2 separate regions of the Sus scrofa genome follow, and region 1 is linked to region 2. Evidence: chromatin contacts called from public HiChIP or PLAC-seq data. All regions are on one chromosome and are shown on one strand. The core of a region is the stretch at or near the end of the contact, and the rest is flanking DNA. Distances in the headings are between cores, read along the strand shown.

Region 1 (2,849 bases), core at 72-2,571, 360 kb before region 2:
TGGAGTGACAGACACTTCTGCAGTATGCCATCTAGATGGAATCTGACAAAAAGTGACTGTCACAATAGTTCAGTTCCAGAGCCTAAGAACTGCTGAGTGGGTCAGACCAGTTATCCAGCTAGCAGTGTACTGGTCTCCTAAAAGCGGGGCCTCTGCCCGTTGTGACAGCATTCCTTAAGGGTTGGGGCACACATCCATCGTCTTTAACCTGTTCTTTAAGGTTTTTTTAAATAATCATAATATATGCTGGTTTGTAAAATTAGGCTTTATAGAAGTGTGTGGAGAAAAAAAGAAGTCTCCTCCACCACCCCATTCTCTCTATCTTACTCCCCAGAGTTCTGCCCTCAAAAAGTAACACCTATGTATACCATATATATATGTTCATATGGAACAAATGATCCTAGCTACAGAAAAGAAACAAACCACAGACTTGGAGAACAGACTTGTGGTTGCCAAGGGGGAGAGGCAGGGAGTGGGATGGACTGGGAGTTTGGGGTTAATAGATGCAAACTACTGCATTTGGAGTGAATAAACAATGAGATCTTGCTGTATAGCTCAGGGAACTATAGCTAGTCACTTGTGATGGAATAGATGGAGGATAATGTGAGAAAAATAATGAATATATACAGGTATGACTGGGTCACTTCGCTGTACAGCAGAAGTTGACAGAATATTGTAAATCAACTATAATAGGAAAAATAAAAATCTTTAAAAAACATATACATTCAGGAAGTATTTACTGAATGCTTTTTTTTTTTTTTTTTTTTTTTTTTCTTTTTAGGGTCACACCCACAGCATATGTAACCTTCCAGGCTAGCGGCTGAATAGGAGCTGCAGCTGCCAGCCAACACTACAGCCACAGCAACACCAGATCCAAGCTGTATCTGTGACCTATACCGTAGCTTGTGGCAACACCAGATCCTTAACCCACTGAGCAAGGCCAGGGATTGAATGCACATCCTCACGGATACTAGTTGAGTCCTAAACCCGCTGAGCTTCAATGGGAACTCCTGATTGCCTTCTAATTATCAGGCACTATTCTCGATCTTGGAATTACGGCAATGAACACCACTGACCAAAAAATTCATTTAGTCTATGTCCTCATCTGTTCAGGCTGCTATGACAAATTACCACAGATGAGATGACTTAAATAACGAACATTTATTACTCACAGTTCTGGAGGCTGGGAAGTCCAAGATCAAGGCATCAGAAGATTTGGTGTCTGGTGAGGGCCTGCTCCCTGGTTTGCAGACGGCTGTCTTCTCATTGCATCCTTGCAGTGTGAAGAGCAGAGAGGAAGCAAGCTTTGGTTTCCTGTCTTACAAGGACACTAATCTCATTCATGAGGGCTCCACCCTCATGACCTAATCACCTCCCCAATGCCCCACTTCCTAATATTATCACATGGGGATTAAGACTTCAATATATGAAGAGTGGTAACGAACCCAATTAGTATCCACGAGGATGCACGTTTGATCCCTGGCCCTGCTCAATGGGTTAAGGATCTGGCATTGCCACGAGCTGTGGTGCCTTTTGCAGAACCAGCTCAGATCTGATCTGGTGCTGCTGTTGCTGTGGCTTTAGCTTGGCCAGCAGATACAGCTCTGATGTGACCCCTAGCCTGGAAACGTCCATAGGTTGCAGGTGTGGCCCTAAAAAGACAAAAAAAAAAAAAAATTTCAAGCTATGATTTTTTTTTGGGGGGGAGTACAAACATTCACTCCAGAACAGTTTACATTTAGCCCATGGTAATATTTACACATGTTAGTTAGCGTGGGTTAACACATGTAACACATAGACCCCAAATATTTAATAGCTCTGAATTACAGAGATGTATGTCTTGCATAGTTAACATGATTGGGCTGTGAACAGTCACTGAGGCACTCAAGAAGATGGAGGTTCTCCGACCTTTAAGAGATGTATTCCAAATTTGCAGAACAGTGGTCTTTACCCTGGGCAGCTGGATGAGGTCATGGAGGAGAGCAGCGGGGAGGTTTTTTATGGGCTTACTTGTGAGTAGAGCATTGCACCTCCATTCACATTTCATTGGCTAGAACTCTATGACCTCAGCACACCATTTACCACCTGTGTGACCTTGGGAAACTTACTTAACATCTCTGTGCCTCAGTTCTTTATGTATAACACACAGATAACAAGAGTATCTACTCCTAGGGCTGTGGTGTTAACTAAAGGGTATAATGCATATTCCTTCCTTTTGAACAGCTCCTGTTGCAAAGAGCTCAATACCATTGGCTGGAGAAGTGGTCTCCTTGCGTGTCAGGAAGAAGGGAATAAGCATTTTAGTGAGAAGTTAGCTGTTCTGATCAACAAATCCAACCTTTTTCCTTTACACAAATGGGATTAAATTTTAACTACTTTTCTGAAACATTCTAAAAATCTTATTATGTCCTTAATATTCTTCCATGTTAGAGCTATAGACCTTCCTCCCATTTTAACAGCTGCTCAGTATTTGCCTTCATTCTCCATGGACATATCATATTATATTTAACTCACTGATGAATATCCTTGTTCACTGATTGTGATTGTGGTGTATATCCATGCTGTGTGCTCTGCACTGTTGCCAGTGAAGACCCTAACTTGTACTGTCGCATCCCCTGCACATATTTGGCTATCCAACCCAGGAAAACCACTCTAGTCCTTTGTGGGGTCTTCTCATGGTTTTGAATTATAAGTCTAGTCTTACCATTCTTACATTGTCTACTATAAGCAAAAATGGGGGAAAAGCTGTTTTCAAAAGCTTTTTCTTTAGGGAAAAATAGTTCAATTTTTAAGGAAATAATATTAGTAATATACAATATTAGTAGTAAGACAGCACTTATTCTGTCTGC
Region 2 (3,217 bases), core at 434-2,933:
ATTCTATGAAAATATGCATAGATTTTTAAAGTCATACCTTTGGTAACCTACTATTTTCACTCAGTATCTGATCTTTACCATCTTTCATGGCCATAAATACATTTGACCATATCTTTTTTATTGCTGCATAGTTATCCATAATAAAGTTCAGCCAATTATTACCCGATTATTGTAACCTTATTATAACCTCCCTTTAACATGTTAAACATGTTGTTTTTCTTCACATAACAGCAATTGTGTTTCCAATGTCCATGGAAGGAGAGAACACATAACGATAACAATCTCCCACCAATTCAGTGATACCTTTAATAAGTCTGTAGATTATTAACCAGAACAGTATCTACCTGCGTTTAAAATTTTAGGTTGGGTGGTAGGTAGGTAGGTAGAAGACATATAGATGATAGATAGATAGATGGACATTAGGACTACTCAATATACTGACATGCTTGATATGCAAACTAGCTCTTAGACGCCTTGCAAAGTTTCAGCCATCCGCTGTCCCACTTTGAGCACAGATGCTCACAGATTAGGATGCACAGATGATGAGGCAGGGCACTGGTCCTCAAAGTATGGTTCCCAGAACCAGCAGCATCAACCTCACCTGGTAACTTGTTAGAAATACTAATTATCTAGCCTCAACCCAGACCTATTGCATCAGAAGCTCTAAGGATACGGCCTAGCAATCTGTTTTAGCAAGACCTTCTGGTGATTCTGATGCCCAGTCAAGTTAGAGAACCACTGAAAGAGAAGAACTTGACAGTTCAATGCTGACTGTACCAGTAATTAGACCTGTGACTTCCAGCCAGTTACATCCAGCGAGTTTCGGCTTTCTTCAGTCACAGAAAATCAAAAACAGAAGAGGTGAACAAACATATTGATAATCATATAGAACTGTTGTAAAGATCAAGGGGCAATCTCTATAGAAGCAATTGACACTGCCTGGCATATGGTATACACATTGATTCCAGGATCATTTAAGAACCTAATATGTCACAGATACTGGAAGACAAAAGGAAGAAGGTAAATATTTTCTTGGCCTTCATTTAGCAAGGGAAGAAGAGAGGTTTTTTTTTTTTTTTCCCCATCAATTAAATCTCATATTTGCCTTGATAACATGTAACTGGGACCCAAGGAAGGGAGGGAGGTTAATTCACTTTGGGAAGTGATAGAATTAGTTTCCTCGTCCCCATCTCATCATGGCAAAGTATTGAATGGCGGACGTTTCACAAATTTATTAAAGTGAAAGTACATTTTCAGAGAGAGAGAGAGAGAACTTACGTGTGCACAGGTTAAAAAGAGAGGCCCCACTCACTCTGCAATAGTCTTTATACCCCACAGAGTGGACTTGAGTGGAGACCCAGTTTCAACTCTGATTGGTCCTGGGCAGGATACCTTATTTGCATGGGGAACAGGTTATATAGTGAGTGAGTGAGAGATGGGTGACAGTCCTTCTCTAGCAGGGAGTGAGCAACCCAGATTGGTCAAGGTGGGGGAGGGGGCATTGCAATGAGACTTGGCCAGAGGCTTTGGGGTTTAATCTCCTTGAAGGGGACTTGAAGCCTATAATATTAAGTCTTCATAGAGAAGTGAAGCCACTGAGAGCCCAGAGTAAGTTAAGTCTGGGAAGTGTGAGGTGTCAGGGCTTGTAGAGGGGTAAGAAGAGGTCACTGCTGTACACGAATGACACATGAATGAGACAGCAGGATTTCCTGACACACTGATGTCTGCAGTGAGAGGAAGAGAGAAGCCAAGGAGGAAGCCACAAGTAATAAGATGGAACAGAATTTGAGAGAGAAGAAAAGGTAAGATACAAAACAAGCAAAATCATGGATGTCTTGAATGGCCCTTATATTTCAGATTCCAAGCAATGCCACCCTTCCCTCTTTTTCTTGAACTTTTTTTTTTTTTTTTTTTTTTTTTTAATCCTGGTGAAAACTACATTTTAAAGGTAGAAATCACAGAGAGGTTGTATCACAATTTGAGGCTGGAGCGGAAAGGCAAGTGGCCGTGGGAATGTTTTTATCTTTTGTTCCCTTCACTCCTTCCTGCTGATTGCTTGAATAACTGGCAAGCCATCACCTTTGGGGGGAGAGAGATGGAGTGAAAGGAGGGAAGCGAGGAAAGAAGGATGAAAGGAGAGACCTCGAGGAAGGACCAGGAGGAGTTCTTGGGGATTCGCCAAGAGTAGGGCCAGGCAGCCTGTAGCAGACTTCTCGATACACGGAAGTAAATCACTGATTGCCTTTGGATTTCTCTGGATCCACTGTGGCACATTATTTATGACTGAGTTCTTTGTACATAGTTATTTTTAATGACTTTGTTCCCAAACTAAGCCCTTGGTACCCGTGTGCCAGCACAGCCCCTGTGAAAATTGACCACTTTGTTCTGTTTATAAAGAACTATAGATTTACAAATGCTGAAAATAAAACCCACAATGTCCATAAAGTAGATGGTTCTCGGTCCTCTGTTACCTTATTCTACATTTAAAATGTTTTCCCAGCCACAGTCATAATCATGGTTTACTGCTCTGCCCAAAGATAGAGGCCTTAGACCGTCTACTCCTCTAACTTAATTAAGGCAATAGCTTGAGCCCTCACTTCCCCTGTCCTCAGCTCCCCGGTGGGCACAGGAGAAACGATTATGTTTTATGTAAATATTATGGATATGCAATCCCTCTCTTCGCTCAAGTTTGAAATTTTCCACTTTAGAAGATATTTACCACTTTCCCTTGCTCTCCTCAAACATGAAGTCAATCTTAGAAGAAAGGACAGTTAGTTTAGCCCTCATAATGCTCAGTTTCAATATAATTAAAGTGCATACACATAGTCACACTCAGGGAAAGCTGGGACGTCAGCTTCTAATTGGCCACCAAACAAACATTGTCTCCGGTTATTTTCCAGAGTCTGGGGTGGTAACTTCAGTAATTGAAGAGGGGAATAAACAAAGTTAGCATAAAATTATAGTCTGACACAACCTTAAATCCTGCATTTTAAGATCTGGGTGAGCTCATCTGTCAGGAGGCCTAAAATAAACAAGTGTCCAAGATGGAAACAATAGTGTAGTTAAAACTCATCCCCATAAGGGAGTCCAGGATTCAAAGTGCCTCTGCCTGGGGCAAGGGGAAATTCTGAGGGGTGAATCTGACGACCAGGCTTTTAAGACATTAAGTTTTTTAAACAACCACCATGAAACAGACTCACACAAACACGCATGTTTT

What was found. HiChIP or PLAC-seq counts read pairs in DNA pulled down with a chosen protein or histone mark.
Region 1: a contact with region 2 is called in an H3K27ac HiChIP or PLAC-seq map of alveolar macrophages. The contact joins two enhancer-like sites. A contact is called at or near these places in 2 of 47 Hi-C or Micro-C datasets (embryonic fibroblasts and skeletal muscle) and 2 of 2 datasets of contacts at active chromatin or transcription factors (alveolar macrophages and skeletal muscle).

Annotation. Positions count from the first base shown.
Region 1 is chr8:120,449,748-120,452,596 of Sscrofa11.1, reverse strand. No RefSeq gene overlaps it. Among named protein-coding and RNA genes, the nearest start is that of DDIT4L, 79 kb to the right of the region's middle. Within about 2 kb of position 1,321, at least 1 of the 83 cell types and tissues checked has an H3K27ac peak or open chromatin away from gene starts, as enhancers often do. A contact at or near this core is called in alveolar macrophages, where this site is marked.
Region 2 is chr8:120,087,922-120,091,138 of Sscrofa11.1, reverse strand. No RefSeq gene overlaps it. Among named protein-coding and RNA genes, the nearest start is that of EMCN, 85 kb to the left of the region's middle. Within about 2 kb of position 1,683, at least 6 of the 83 cell types and tissues checked have an H3K27ac peak or open chromatin away from gene starts, as enhancers often do. A contact at or near this core is called in alveolar macrophages, where this site is marked.